2 separate regions of the Sus scrofa genome follow, and region 1 is linked to region 2. The links are chromatin contacts, called in public Hi-C maps. All regions are on one chromosome and are shown on one strand. Each heading gives the region's core, a stretch centred on a gene start, on an enhancer-like site or on the middle of the called end of the contact. The rest is flanking DNA. Distances are from core to core; before and after follow the strand shown.

Region 1 (4,975 bases), core at 2,135-4,634, 240 kb before region 2:
ATTCTACTTGCTCAGTAAAGAATAAAAAATTAACAAAAGTTTTTTTTTAAATATATCTGGTCCTTCATTATTGAAATATCCTTTATAATATAGCTTAGGTTTACTTTAATTATTGGTAATTATGTAATTGTGCTGAAAATGTAGGTGAAAGAACTCATGACTCAACTTACAGAGAATATGACATCAGGAGCTTATGAAGAAAAGAAAATTACTGAGTGCTATTTATGGGTTCCAAAGCAAACAATCATAAATTAGAAAGAGGAAAAAGAAAACAACTCTGTTGGAGAATAGAATTTATAAAAATGGCAATTTCCCCTATTTCTCAATTAGTCGTGGTTTAATATCATTGACATTTTGCCATTTAAACTATGCCTATTTGATCACTTACATGTGGAATCTAAAATATGGCCCAAATGAACCTACTTACAGAATAGAAACAGACTCACAGACATAGAAAACAGACTTGTGGTTGCCAAGGGGGAGGGCAAAAGAGTGGGATGGACTTGGGATTTTGGGGTTAAAAATGTAGACTATTACATTTAGAATGGATGAGCAATAAGGTCCTGCTGTACAGCACAGGGAACTATATCCAATCACTTGGGACAGAACATTATGGAAGGTAATATGAAAAAAAGAATGTGTATATATATATATGTATGATGGGTCACTTTGCTGTACAGCAGAAAATGACAATTGTAAATCAACTATACTTTAAAAAAAAGCCTATTTGTTAAATTATTATAATAAAAGCGAGTAATTAGACTTGGGATAGAAGTGAATTGAGATTGAAGAAAGATGTAAGAGAAAGCATGTAATCTGAAGTAATACAGAAAATACAGATAAACAAGATGTGTAAGAAGTTCTAACTACTTTGTGGTGTACTCTGAAGTCCCCTCGCAACTTTCTGTCTCTTAACTGCAAAATTTCCTTGGAAACAGAACCCTTATTGGAAAAAAAATGTTTCCTAATTTGCTTGGATAGTCATAAGATTCTTAGTCATGAGTCACAGGGAAATGAAATGATAACACATAAAGTAAACACCATTTTGGGTGATAAAATTCCTACTCTTAAAAAAGCCCAATACATACTTTAAAACATACATCACATATATTAAAAAAATTTTTTTTGAGATGCCAAATATGACTTACTACTCCATTTTTGGGTGTGATCTTTAAAAAAAAAAAAAAAAAAGAACCTTGTCATGACTTTTGTACCTGAAGTGCTATTACAATTTTTTAAATTTTAATTTAATACTTTTTTTGGCCATACCTGTGGCATGCGGAAGTTCCTGGGCCAGGGATCGAACCTGAAACACAGCAGTGACCTGAACCATACCACTAGACCACCAGAGAACTCCAGGTATAATCTTTTAAGCTGTGAAAACATTTTCAGTGTGAGGCCACTTCTAGCAATATTAAGCGTATTCATACCTGCACGTGATGGGCAACAGATTGGAGAGTTTGTGTAGGCATTCAGAAAGGAAGTGCCATGTGCTTTCATGAAGTTGATAAAAGGTAGTTTCACTACCTGACTTTCTGGATAAAATGTTAGCCTTCCATCCTGGAATAAAAGAAGAAAAGCATTTCCTGTAATTTTAACCATAAAATTCACAAGCAGCAAAAGACTTCAGGATGAGCCCAAGAATCCTCAAAAGATAAAAACAAGTACAGTGATTGTTATCATTCTCTGGTTCATAATATTGAAAATTCAATGTAGTGTGATACTTCGATCTATTTGAAGATAGTAAATATGTTAAAGGGCTTCCCGGAAAGTTTCTTTAGGGGGATAAAGGACTGATTGAGACAATGTTTATTGATTTATTATGTGCCAGGCACCGTGAAAGATCTAGAGATATGACGGTGAATAAAAACAGAGTCCCTGTCCTCATGAAGCTTACAGTCTAGTGGGGAAGGCAAAAAACATACTCATAAATAAACCAAGAATAATTACAAATTATTGTGATAGGTGTTTTGAAAAAAACCTAAGATACAGAATAAGAAGGGAGACCTACTTTCATAGAGTGAACTGGGGAGGCTTCTTTAGGAAGTGAGACCTAAAGAATGATAAAGATCAGCCATTCAAAATAATTTAAGGGGCATGTAAAGTGTTCTGCAAGACATACATGGGGATAACAATTAGGCAGCTAGATAAATGAGCCTGGATATTAGAAGAGATGTTTGGGTTGGAGATAATGCATAGTGGAATGGAATTGGGAATTAAAGAATTCTTCTTGGAAGGAGCAAAAAAAAAAAAGTCTTTCTTTTTTCTAAGTATCATTGACATTATAATTTTAGACATACGAGCATTGTGTTTCAGCAAGAAAGGATGAAACTGAGGTAATTGTTCATCTTTTGATAAACCTCTTTTAATACAAATATGGGGCTTTCAGAAATATCCCTTTAAAGTTTCTTATCAAAGGAATATTGATAGACTATAAAAGACTGGAGTCCTTTTTTCTTTTTTAAGCTGTGTGTTCCAACTTTGCCTTTAAAGATAAGAAAATTAGACTTTCTATTTCCCCTCCCCCAAAATGTGTCTTTTTGATTATCACATCTTGGTGGTGTGAATTGGTGTCTGATTGTGGTTTTGACTTGCATTTCCCTAATGATTTTATATGTTGATCCTATATCCTATAGCTTTGCTAGACTTATTGGTTCTAAAAGTTTGGTGTGGATTCCCTAGGATTTTCTTTGTACAAGATCGTTACCTATAAATAGAAAACTTCATACTTTATGACGTTGATCACTGACTGGAAAGCTAACAGGCTTTTATGATGATGCAGAAAGTTATTTTCCCCCACAACTGAATCAAGCGGGTGTATGGATGGAAAGTTTACTAGTGGTAAGATAATTTAGTGGGTCGTAGCCAGCAATTAAAACTTTTTTTGTAAAGATGCTAATCGGAGTGCGTTTTATTTACTGTGTTATATGCATATTTATGTGGTGCACGTACTTTGTGTACGGGGCCTCAAAACGTTTCTTACTTTGCATCGGGGTATAAAGCTTGTTTGAAAGTCTCAGATTCTGCTCCCCAAAGCCTGCAGCACAGGAAGGGCTGTGGGCCGGTGGAGGGAGTGTAGCGTGGCACCCCCTCCCCTGCCTCTCGGTACTTACGAAGGAGTCGCTCACGACTAGCACCACGTTAGGCGCATCTGGCCAAGCCTGAACTGCTCCCTGCCTCAGCCCACCTGCCCCAGGAACTGGTGCTGCCAGGGCCGAGGTGGCAACCACCGACACCCACAGCAGCAGCATTTCAGCGCGCTGTTCTGAGAGCGGGGCCGCTGGGTCCGCCCCTGCCTCTGGGAACTCGCTTGGGTGAGGACGAGGGCGGGGATCCCATAGAGCGCAGTTCGGCTTCCTCCAAGCTTCATTGGCAGAACTACAACTCCCATCAGGCTTGGAATGAGCACATGCGCAAAGTAGGTGTTCCCTTATTCCCCCCCAACTCACGTTAAGACCTTTTAATCAAACACTGAGCGAACCGAAATCCAGCTACTTCCAGTCACATGAGCCATGCCTGGGAAGTGCGCCTGCGCTCTGGCTCCACACAGAGCTTCTGTAGGAGAATCATTGCCCAGGTGGGTTTTGGTTGATCTAGCTTTCTGCAGAGTTGGCTACTGTAGGCAATTGAAATGATACCTACAGAGAGAAAGGGACAGGTGCCGAGGCTGCTCTTTTTGCGCGGAGCAATCATGACAGAGTGTTAGGTGAGACCGTGAACGGGGCGATGATGAGGTGGCGGTCACTTAAATTGGATTGGGTGGTTCTTTGTGGGGCCTCTGTCTGGACCGCCTAAGCTACCATATGGCCACTCTGTGGTCCCCTCGAATACCTTCCTCTCAAGCATATTTATAGATTGCCTCATCCTATTTCCCGCTTTGCTCGTACGGTAAGGATTTATTATGCTCCGTTGAAGTGAGGAGCGGGGCCTAGTAAGAAAAGTTTCGGCTCTAGGTGGGGATAAGCTTGGGTGCGCCTTGCCTTCAGAGTGCAAAGGAGGGAAGCTGAACGGGTTTTCGGGGGAAGAAATGTTGGGCTATGTGACGTGTTCGATTAACTGACGTAGGTTCAGAATTCCATTGTTTTGCTGCCGTGGTTTTGAAGAAATCACTGGTCCTTTTGACTCTTGGACTTCTTTGGAGAAATCTGGAAGAAGCAAATTTATGTCCCAGAGCCAAATTCCTGATTTCATTATTACAGTTTCAGGTATGTAATTAGTGTGTCCTGTTTGTCGTTTTAATGTTTTGACAAGAAAAGGAGGAATCGTAGTGTTTATTTACATAAAGTCAACTTTTAATGCTAATATCTGACTTTTTTGCGTAAAATAATTGGAAAAAGGGACAGAAGTTATTTAATACTCACATGACACTTATTATGTGCTGATCATTATACCGAGCATTTATTGAGTACTTAATGTGTGCATGGTACTTGTACATGGAATATTTTGTGTAATCCTCATTTTCACCATTTTTTTTTTTTCAGATAGGAAAACTGAGACTTGGACAGGTTAAATGACTTGTCCAAGGTTACACGGGGAGCCATTCTGAGTAGGAGTTGAATTTGAGTAGTCCATGCCCTAACTTATTGCAGTGGTCTGTCTCTGATTGCAAAATGTCATGGCATTCTAGAGAACTTACTCTCTGTTAGCCAAGTAGCCTTGTTAATAAAGCAGATCTGTGGGAGCATACAAGTATATGTAAAAGGAACTCACATTCTAGGGGAAAAAAGTGAAGTAATAATACAGCCTGAAAGGTAATACGCATAGGCTCTTTCATGAACAGGATGTTTCAAATATCTGTTTTGAGTTAATTTGGACTCTAAAACACATTTTCCCATAGAGACAGTGTTGACTGACATTTAGATTCATAAAAAATATATTTAATTTTAGCTATGGTGTAGTATTGATTTTGTAAATTGTTTACTCTCTGACCTTGTTTTCACAGGCTGTGTATTCTGAATTCCTGGTCAGGATGACA
Region 2 (4,392 bases), core at 524-3,023:
AAATTTAATTTGATGTCTTGCAATTTATCTGGCAACCTACCTCCATAACCACTCTATTTTGATACTCTATTTTATTTTCTCCATGAGACTTTTTACCATTAGGAATTATGTTTGATTCTCCCACTGAAAGATGGGCTTCATGAGGGTGGGGCCCTGTGCCATTGTCACAGCTGCATCCCCAGAGCTTATTGTATTGCTGGACACATACTAGGTGCTCAATAAATATTTGTTATAAAGGTAAGAAAAATGGGAGTTCCTGCTGTGGATCAGTGGTTTAATGATTCAGCTTGTCTCTGTGGCATTGCCACTATGGTGTTGCAGGCTCCATTCTGGGTTTGATCACCAGCTAGAAGCACCAGCTAGAAGGATCCCTAACTGTTGCAGTTGTGGCTTAAGTCACAGATGGGGCTCAGATTGCATCCCTGGCACAGGAACTTCCACATGCCTGGAAAAGGAAAAAAGGAAAAAAAAAAAAAAGTAAAGGTAAGAAAAATAGAAAAATAAAAAGCTTAAAGATATTGGTGACATGTCTAGGGCATACCGCTTGCTAGAGGAGACTGGAATCAGTACTGTGTCAAAGCTCTTCCGAGTTTTCTGCATTTTGGAGTGCAGAATGCAGTGGGTGGGAAGGGGCACAATGTTACCTGCCTTTCAAGAGGCTCGCAGTAGAATCAGAAGACCTCTGAAGCAGTAGATTTCAGGAGAAGCAAAGTCTTAATGGGAGTTACAAACTTTTCCCATTTGCTTTGCGAGTAACCACAGGAAAATGCACTTAAGAGAAAAGAAGCTTTTCTTCATTTGGAAAGGAGTCAGAAGCAGTGAGCATCCTCCACGTCTTTCTCCATGGTAAACTCCTTGCAACTTTAGGGCCAGCTTTACTGTCAGACTCCGTAAACCTCTGGACCCTGATCGCAAGAGAAAATAACGCACAAGCTAAGAGCGGGGAGGGGTGGATGGGGATGAAGTCTAGACAGAAGAAATCAAACTCTTAGACTCCAGGCACGCATCGGGGCGGGGGCACCGGCGATCAGCATCACAACCCGGTTGGGTTCACCTCTCGGTGTGGACACTAGATGCTCCAGAGGACCCAGTCAAGGAGCTTAATCTTCACTGTAGCTCACTTTAGTGGACTCAGATGATTGCCAGAGGGCTTGTCTAGCGGGGCCCGCCCAAAGCTGGCTTCGAGGGCAACTGTGGCCAGATCCTGGGGAGCAAGCTGGCTCCGGTCCCTACCCAACTCCACCCGGCTGTCTCCAACCCGCCCTCCCACCCGGGAGCTGGAGGATGGTGCCGGGGCGCACCGAGTGTCATCAGCCCAATCCTTCCTGTTGTGTGAGTCGCACGCGCGTCCCGTTTGGAGGCAGCCGCCCCCGCCGCTGACAGGTGCTGTCCGGAGGGCATCGGGTGCGGTCCCTGGCGTAGCTGGACGCGTACGCCCGGGTGCGTGTAGCTTCTCGAGCCGGGAGCCAGTGAGGAGAAAGAGCCAGGGAGCGGCCTGGGGGACTCCAGTGGACTGGAGCCGCGGAACTCAGAGCTAGAAACTTTGCTGAGACCGAGATTTGGGTACAGGGCCAGCCCACCCCCGCAGGTACGGGAGGAAGAGGCGGCGCGGGAGTCCCGAATTCGGAGAGCCTCCGCGGCGGCGTCGTCTTTCCCCAGGGCTGGCCTGAAGCCTCCCTGCACTCTTGGCTTCTGTTGCTGCGTCCGCCGCCGCCGCCGCCGCCGCCGCCACCGCGGGGCTCCGGGAGGAGACGCAGCCCGAGAGGGCGGAGAAGGAGGAGGAGGCGGTGGAGAGAGGAGGAGCAGGGGGTGGAGGATGGAGCCCCGAGCTTCCGCGGCGGGCTCGCCCGAGCCTGCAGCGGCGTCCTCCTCCTTCCAGGCCCGGCTCTGGAAGAACCTGCAGTTGGGAGTGGGCAAGGGCAAGGGCGGCGGGAGCGGGCGCGCGGGGGCCCCCGAGCGCCGCACTGCGGACACCCCGTCGCCCTCTCCTCCACTCCCGGGGGCCAGGCGGGAAGGACTGGCAGGCTTGGGTGGCGCGGGCAGCAGGTGGAGCGGCTTCAAGAAACGGAAGCAAGTGCTGGACCGCGTCTTCTCCTCCTCCCAGCCCAACCTGTGCTGCTCGTCGCCGGAGCCTCTCGAGCCCCGTGGTGCAGGCAGAGCGGAGCAGGGGTCCACGCTGCGCCGCCGGATCCGCGAGCATTTGTTTCCCGCGGGAAGGGGACCGGTGGCAGCCGCTGGTGCAACGCCTCCTGGTGGACGTTCCCCGGACTCAGCTCCCTCTTCATCCTCTGCCTCATCCTCCCTGTCATCCTCGCCCCAGCCGCCCCCAAGGGGAGCCCGTGCCGGAGATGCGGGTGCGCGGCGTGAGGCCCCCGCGGCGCACTTGTGCCATCAGAAGAGTTCCTCCTTGCCGGGCACCGCCTGCTTGGAGCAGCTGCTGGAGCCGCCGCCGCCTCGCACAGAGCCAGCACCAAATCCAGCAGAGCCGCGGACCCCGGAGAAGGGCGAGGAGCGCAGCAGCAGTCCGGTGAGTGACAGGTGGGCGCGGCCGGAGCCTAAGTGCGCGGGGCCACGCCTCCAGCTGCGGGCGATCGAGACCCTGGGAGTAGCTAGGGGTAGGGTCGGCTGTGGGTACTTCAAACAATGGAAAGAAAGCATCCCGCTCCTGCTTAGTAGAGTTCTGACTTGCGCTTTGACTTTACTTTTGACAGAAATAGTACCTACTGCTAGAAGCTGTTTGAAGCTTTCTCAGTTGCCAGTGAACGTGGAAGTATGAATGGTAGCAAAATAGAGGAAGAAAGTTAGACAAAAAATGGGTACTGTTTTTGGAGGTCTCCTAAAAGGACTGTCCAACTAGGTCTCGTTTTGTCAAAAGAAAAACAAACCTATCAACTTGCAGGTAAAATGAGGAATGCGGAGAGGTGAATTGATGACAAACCTGAGGTCATGTTTGGGGAAACCCTTTAAGCCTAAGGCAGCTCATCCTCCCGCCCTCCCTCAGCAAAGCTTCCTGCTGCCAGTGAATCATTACCCAACAAGTGGTCCCTGTGAGCATCTCTTCCGAGTTAAACATGGCCTTTGCTAAGTTTTAATAGTCAGATGAAGCAGTTGCGGCTAAATTATGCTGCTTTACACGTCATATTGATTCTTTGGTCAGGCAAGAATCAAGTAAAAATGCACTTGTAGGTTATGAAAGGCGTTCCACTGAGCGGCTGCTTTTATTCCCTTGATTTTGTAGGGTTTTGTAGAAGTGATACCCCTTCTTGTAAATGTTGATCGAATTGCGTTAATGCTAGCAAATATATTTTGAAATTCACATTCTGCCAGGCACATAGTGAACTCTTTTCTTCCAATACCTCTTATTTAAATTCTCATTATTTTGACTCTGATTGTTATGTTAGTGACATACATTAAAATATTAGATTAAAATCTGGGTCAGGAGTTCCCATCCTCGCGCAGCAGAAACGAATCCGACTAAAACCATGGGGTTGTGGGTTTGATCCCTGGCCTCCATCGGTGGGTTAAGGATCTGGCATTGCAGTGAGCGGTGGTGTAGGCCAGCTGCTACAGCTCCTATTAGACCCCTAGCCTGGGAACCTCCACATGCCGCGGGTGCGGCCCTGAAAGGACAAAAAGACTAAATAAATAAATAAAATCTAGGTCATAAAAAATAGAAGGCCATGTGTTGAAGAGTAAGATATGGGAATAGATGGGCTTTCAGTTGAATTTTTTGTGGTTTATTGGCTAATTAGTGTAATTTTAGAAAATAAATCAGAATTCTAGTATGTTTTGTTGCTAACTAAACACAATCACTTGCAGTAACTTGTTACTGATGCTCTAGAAAACACCTGATTGTCTGGAAAAGGTTTCAGTTATTCTTGGAAGAGTAGGCAAAGATAATATTGACAAAAAGCCTAAAGAAATCTACCTTTCCTTTTATCTTGAAAGAAAATTGAATAGAACTCCTGTTTCTGGTTCTAAAATAAGACAAAAAGTGGCTTTAAAACAGTGCTTTGAAATCAGTATAGATGAATACTGTATATTTTAAAAGTTTTTTTTTTCTTTTTTAGTGTGTGCATAATCCTAATGTGTAAGAATTTGAGAGTTGGGGGACCTGTTTACATTTGTTTTTATTAAATTTTATAATTAAGAATAATAAAACAACCAATAACAGTTCCATTACTTTGGAAGAAAGATATCATATTAGTGCAAACTTAACTTACTAAATGACTTTGCAGTTTACTGAACCAAGATATTTTCAAGCAAAAACAGAGGATTCAGGATGAATTTTATGTCCATTTTTACCAAAACGTTTTCAGACATTATCAATCCTTATTTAAAATATACTGCTGAATTTTGTATACAAAAGACCTAAACCTATTTTGAGAAGAT

The links. Hi-C and Micro-C count contacts between places; a contact is called where the count stands out from the background.
Region 1: a Hi-C map of skeletal muscle shows a contact between it and region 2, with 2.2 times the contacts expected there. The contact joins the promoter of ARSK here to the promoter of MCTP1 in region 2. A contact is called at or near these places in 1 of 5 promoter capture datasets (liver) and 5 of 47 Hi-C or Micro-C datasets (brain, embryonic fibroblasts and skeletal muscle).

The regions. Positions count from the first base shown.
Region 1 is chr2:102,162,498-102,167,472 of Sscrofa11.1, reverse strand. It overlaps ARSK (arylsulfatase K), which reads right to left and starts at 3,384. Exons shown (of 8, transcript XM_003354206.5): 1 at 3,114-3,384; 2 at 1,431-1,560. The coding sequence starts at 3,251. TTC37 (tetratricopeptide repeat protein 37) reads left to right here and starts at 3,453. Exons shown (of 43, transcript XM_021084546.1): 1 at 3,453-3,577; 2 at 4,066-4,205.
Region 2 is chr2:101,917,531-101,921,922 of Sscrofa11.1, reverse strand. It overlaps MCTP1 (multiple C2 and transmembrane domain-containing protein 1), which reads left to right and starts at 1,773. Exons shown (of 22, transcript XM_021084534.1): 1 at 1,773-2,527. The coding sequence starts at 1,817.